Linked DNA regions of Oryzias latipes: region 2 is linked to region 1. A link is a contact called in public Hi-C data. All regions are on one chromosome and are shown on one strand. Each heading gives the region's core, a stretch centred on a gene start, on an enhancer-like site or on the middle of the called end of the contact. The rest is flanking DNA. Distances are from core to core; before and after follow the strand shown. Region 1 overlaps dennd1b (DENN domain-containing protein 1B). Region 2 has its middle 8.3 kb from the start of nek7.

Region 1 (2,700 bases), core at 16-2,515:
CACTTTGATTGTAGAGTTTGTATGATTAAGCTGATCAAAATTTGGATTTTTACACAATTAAAAAATCTTGGATTTATACTACGTACTATATTTTATTGATGTGCTTCTGGTTATTTCGGCTTGAGGTGCTTGTGTGCCTAAACTATATATATTTTTTCCCTTCTGGGATAGGGTTTCCCAGAATCAAGTGGGACAGAATTTTACCTTTGTGCTCACGGATATTGACAGCAAGCAGAGGTTTGGTTTCTGTCGACTCACTCAAGGCTGCCGGGTCTGCATATGTCTTCTCAGGTAATATACTTTTTCAACTTTGTCTGCAAAATATGGCTTAAACATTCAAAGTATTTTAAAAATTATTTTAGCTATTATTAATATAGATTTTACACCATCATCAATTCCAAATGTCAAAACAGAGTTTGATTTTTCTAAAATACAAACACAACACTACATTTAACTTTTCACTTTAAGTCTTTTAATTAATAAAAAAATATATTAAAAAATACTTTTTTCCCAACCTACTTTATTAAGAAAGCCCGAAATGGTTTTTATTTTTTTTAAATACTCTAAAATAAAAGTAAGCTACATTTTTATTATTATAAATATGTATTTTTTAGCCGCTGTATTTAATTCTTATGAGGGAAAACTTTTTTTGAAAATAGCTGATCTTAAAAGAGGACACACATTTCTGACCCAGCCTCTTCAATTATTTTTTGCTCTTTACACACATCTTCACGAAGCCAAAATTACAAATTCATATTTCTCATCTGCCCACACAAATATGTAACTAAGGTATATCTCCTAATATCTAAATGTTTAGCAGCTTGTTCTTCTTTATAAAAGGATATATTTTAATACTGGTTATATTATCAGCGCATGTTTAAATGTTAAATAAGTTTTTCTTCACATATTTAAGCTCCAACAAAATTTATAAACAGTTGACTCCTCCATTATGGCAAGTGTTTATATGTAATTACTCTGTGTTTAAAAAGAAGCATTCTTGTGAAACTCTCATGGGACAAACTCACACACTTTAATAAAAACTGGAAAAAAAAGTCCAAAATGAATGAATTTTTAATTAATGTAGTGAGCAGTTTAACAAACAACAAGCTGGAAAAAGAGCACAAAGCCTTTCCTTGTTCTCTGTTAGTGAACCAGCGCTCCTGTCAGGGCTGTTCGCCTGTGTGTGTGTGTTTGTGCGAGTGTGTGGCTGTTGATGGACAGTCGTGGGTTTGTCGCTGCCTGCATGAGCTGCTGTGAAGCTCGGTGCCCCACACACACACACACAGACGCACACACCACCCACCCTTCCCGGCCAGCTTCCATGGCCTTTGTTTTTCTTTTCTCTCCCTCTTCGTCTCATGCTCTCTGTCTCTCCCTCCGTCTCTTCCTCTCTTTTCTCCTCGTTATTCGGCTACTGCCACAGAGCGACAGCAAAGACGCTTGGCCCATAATTATGCATGAAGCTTCACTGCCAATTAGTAGAGGCTCCCCTGTCCCTCTCGCTGAGTTAGACATGCTAATTCATTTGACATATGATGTATAAAATTCATTATGCATTCTGAGTAGTTTGCATGACTTGCTTCATTTAAAATAATAAAATGTATAGATTTTTTTTTTGGTTAATTGAAATTTGTTTTGTGCTCCCCAGTTATGTTTTCCTCTCCTGATTTCTTCCCCCTGTTTATTCTATAATTGCTCCTCTGTGTTGGCAAAATACAAATGAAAACAGTCCAAAGCATAAAAAGTATCTTATTTTAGAAATGTAAGAAATGCATACTTTTATGCAAGTTTTTAAATTAAATCTTTGGGGGGAAAAAATAATGAAAAAAGAACAAAAAAGCTATTTTATTTCGTTGGCACCAAAGAGAAATCAATAAAAATGTCATGTTAAAAGTCTAAAGTAAATTTTCACGACTGTCCAGTTAAAATGTAAAATAAAATTGCCAGGCTGCCCTGTTACTGTTTATTTAAGTGTTTCCTCTGAATATAAAATAAAAGTCATTACAACAGTTTGCGTCTGTGATTGCTGAAGTGCTTGGATCATAAAATTGTCACCTCTGCTCACAGGAGGAAGTGCCTTAATGAGTAGGACAGCTTTATGTGGACAGGTCTTTGTGGTCTCATTGCTTATGTCGTGGTCATGAGGAAAAGGCCTCTCTCTTCCAGGCACACACACCAAAAAATAATTAAAATAAAAAATAAATAAATACAAAAAAAAAACTACTTTTTCTCCCCCTTCCCACATCAATTCATAATTTTCTTTAAAAAAAAAAACATATTTTTTTGTGTTTGGACCTTTTCTAATTATTTGTAGCTAAAAAGAAAACAAAATTCCATTTGGGGCTCCAGCTGACAATTTCAGGAATTATGCTGCTGCTCGTGGCCACTTCTTCAGGTGTTCGAAGACACTTCCTTCCCTGTACTTAACCCCAGACCTGAGAAAGTAAATGTGTCACGCAATTTTCCACAAAGTGTACACTGACTTACGATTACAAATGCCTATACATTAAGAAAGATTTAAGACTCATTGGAGGAGCATCAATAAAAGTGCCTAGACTTCCATAGTTTGTGGCAGCTTAAGAGAGCTACAACATAAACTTTCAGTCTTTAGTTTTCTGAAAACGCTCAAGTTTTATTTTACTGTGGTTATTTACAGTGCTTGTAAAACCGAAATGTAGAAATCCGGCCATGACAGTACTG
Region 2 (2,724 bases), core at 115-2,614, 78 kb before region 1:
AAAATCCCCCAAGTTTTATAAAGAAAGTTCCCACATGACAGAAAATATGTTGTGTTGTCAGCAATGTTTTGGTCAGATTGCACAGCTGTCGTTTTCTGCAACTGGAGGACGAGATAAAAGAAAAGGGAGAGATGTGAGCTGACAGAAAGGTCTCTTTTCTTACCTGTTGCTGCGCTGATGTCCTTTTGTGATATTCGGAAAGATTTGTTACATCCAACACCAGTCAGTACAACAGCATTTCTTTACATTAACAACATGTTTTTGCACATAAACACCAGAATGTTAGAAATTCAGTTGATTTATTTCACCTCTCGGACGACTTATATAAGAAATAGCTGGACTGGCTAAATCAACTTGCTGACAAGAAGGCTGATATCAGATTCAATTTGTATATATATTAAGTCAATTAATACTCATAAATATATATAGATGAATTGATATACATGTTATTTTATTGTATTCCTACAATCCAACTAGATAGATTTGTCTGAGGTAAGTTGTTATGTGAATCAACTTGTACCTTTATAATCTCAGTTCAGAATAAAATTAAATAAATTGATCAAAATCGATATTTGAAAATCTCATTTGGATTAAGACACAGTAAGTTTATTTTACTATAACGTAAAAAACAACCAAGTGCATCACAGTGGACAACACAGAAAATTATGATGTCATCAGTGCCATCATTACCGTCTAATGTGAATTTAGCAAAGACATGGGAATATACAGTGTGGAAGAATGTTCTAACAATATTTGGATATATTTGGATGTGGAAAAATAACAGTGGGTTGTACTTAAGGAAACAAAAATGTGAACGGATTTGCCGTTAATTCACATTTAGTTGTTTGTCCACATTTTTAATTTACACTTAATTATATTGCAAGAAATACAAGAATACTGGAAATCGTCACTTACACTGTTCAGAACTAAGGTATTTATCTCTGAGTCACACTGGTTAAAGTCTTGGCTAAAGATGTTCTGGATCAATATTAAGTCAGTGAACTGAATTGGATTGTTTTAAAATGAAATGATATCTACTATGAACAGTATCGTCAACAACAAATTTTTATATGAATCAAATAATTGTTCAAATGAATTGTTACACTCCTAATATATATCAATTCTGTATATGTGTGTGGATGTTTGTGTGTATGCATACACAATCCAATAGGTAAGTTGCATTTCAGTCAGAAACAGAGAAGCCCTGCATTTCTTGTCAACACAAGACCCGCGATGTCCAGAATTTTCATCCAGCAGCTCTGAAGGAATGCGTGGAAGGCTGTGTTTGTTTGTGTTTCCGCTGCAGCCGGGCTTCCCGTAGCTCTGTGGTGTCAACCTGCCCACTTTCCTCCCATCAGACGGTGGAACACAGCCCTGCTGCCACAGCGCACACAGGCACCCTGGCGACTGAGGTTTCCTCTTGGACTGACTGAAGTGTTTGCTGTTTCCCACATTTTTGGAATTCAACACCAGCCTGCTCACCAGTCTCCATGTGGCTTTGGTCTCTCTTTCTCTCTCCCTCATTTCCTTCTTTTTTTTCTGTTTCCTCCCCACACTCTTTCCAACTATTATGACACCCATAAATTTTTGTTACTCATATGGCAGCTGGTATACTCAAACTTGTACACCCAATTTTTAAAAAATAAAATAAAAGCAATTATGTGTGCATGACTTTTATTTTAAATAAATGGAGGTGTAGATCTGAATGAAAAATGGAGCTTAAAGTTATGCAGATGTTCAAATGAAAACTCTGTTTTTAATATTATCCACAGTAATAAATTTAGAAACCATGGATGTTTTACGTTTAGCTGGAAGTCAATAACAAACAGGGTTAAATCTTATATTTTTCCAGTGGTGTTTTTTTTTCTCATATGAGGTAATATGCGCATGACCGATAATCCATGTGCTTTATTTTGCAGCTGACAATAGACTGTACAATTCAATCAAAGACAATAATACACATCTCAAGGAAAATGTTAAATAGAGGATGAGGTGCATGCAAAATGAGAATCTCTTCTTTGTCTGCTTCATCTTTTTTTCCCCACTTCCTTCTCTCGTTACAGCCAGATGGCAAAGCTCCAGCTCTGCAGTCCTCTTCATGCACTCATCATCTTTGATGGGCATCCTGCTGCCGAGTTTCAAGGAGGCCATGTGTTTACGAAACGACACTCGTAACAAAAGAAAACTTCTACTTAGCAAGCTTACACAACAGTGGGTGTGGGGTGGAGGAGGTGTGGGGTGGTGGGGGGTTTGGGGGCAGCGATATATATATTTATATATATGTGTGTGTGTGTGTGTGTGTGTGTGTGTGGGTGTGTGTGGGTGTGTGTGTGTGTGTGTGTTGCATTGTAGGAGCAGTAATGAGGGGTGGTGTGCGTTTATGTGTGTTCATACCAAAAACATCCATATGATCTCAGTTTCACTCTGCTCATGCAGGAGGTCAGTCAACCCTCTTCCAATCATGTCCTGCCATTCTGTTGGGTTCCCATAAACTATGTTACATTTGACTGTATTTCAGCCCATTTATCGGTCCGGTACAGACTTCTGTTCACACAGCGTTGGCATGATTATCATGATTATCATACACTGTTGGGTTTCTTCACTTTGGACAAAATTTGTTTGAAAAAAAAAATCATCTGCTGAACATTTGCATCAGAAACAAGTTTTTAAGTTTATTTGTTCTCAATTTTTCTAACATCTTATCCTAATATTGTCTTTGTCTTC

Evidence for each region. A called contact is a pair of places that touch in the nucleus more often than the background predicts.
Region 2: a Hi-C map of fibroblasts shows a contact between it and region 1, with 2.2 times the contacts expected there. The contact joins two enhancer-like sites. A contact is called at or near these places in 4 of 5 Hi-C or Micro-C datasets (embryo, fibroblasts and gastrula embryo).

What each region holds. Positions count from the first base shown.
Region 1 is chr4:14,334,211-14,336,910 of ASM223467v1, reverse strand. It overlaps dennd1b (DENN domain-containing protein 1B), which reads left to right. Exons shown (of 23, transcript XM_011474042.3): 5 at 172-291. Among protein-coding and RNA genes, the nearest start is that of dennd1b, 48 kb to the left of the region's middle. Within about 2 kb of position 1,265, at least 2 of the 8 cell types and tissues checked have an H3K27ac peak or open chromatin away from gene starts, as enhancers often do.
Region 2 is chr4:14,412,346-14,415,069 of ASM223467v1, reverse strand. It overlaps a transcript of lhx9 not described here. Among protein-coding and RNA genes, the nearest start is that of nek7, 8.3 kb to the left of the region's middle. Within about 2 kb of position 1,364, at least 2 of the 8 cell types and tissues checked have an H3K27ac peak or open chromatin away from gene starts, as enhancers often do.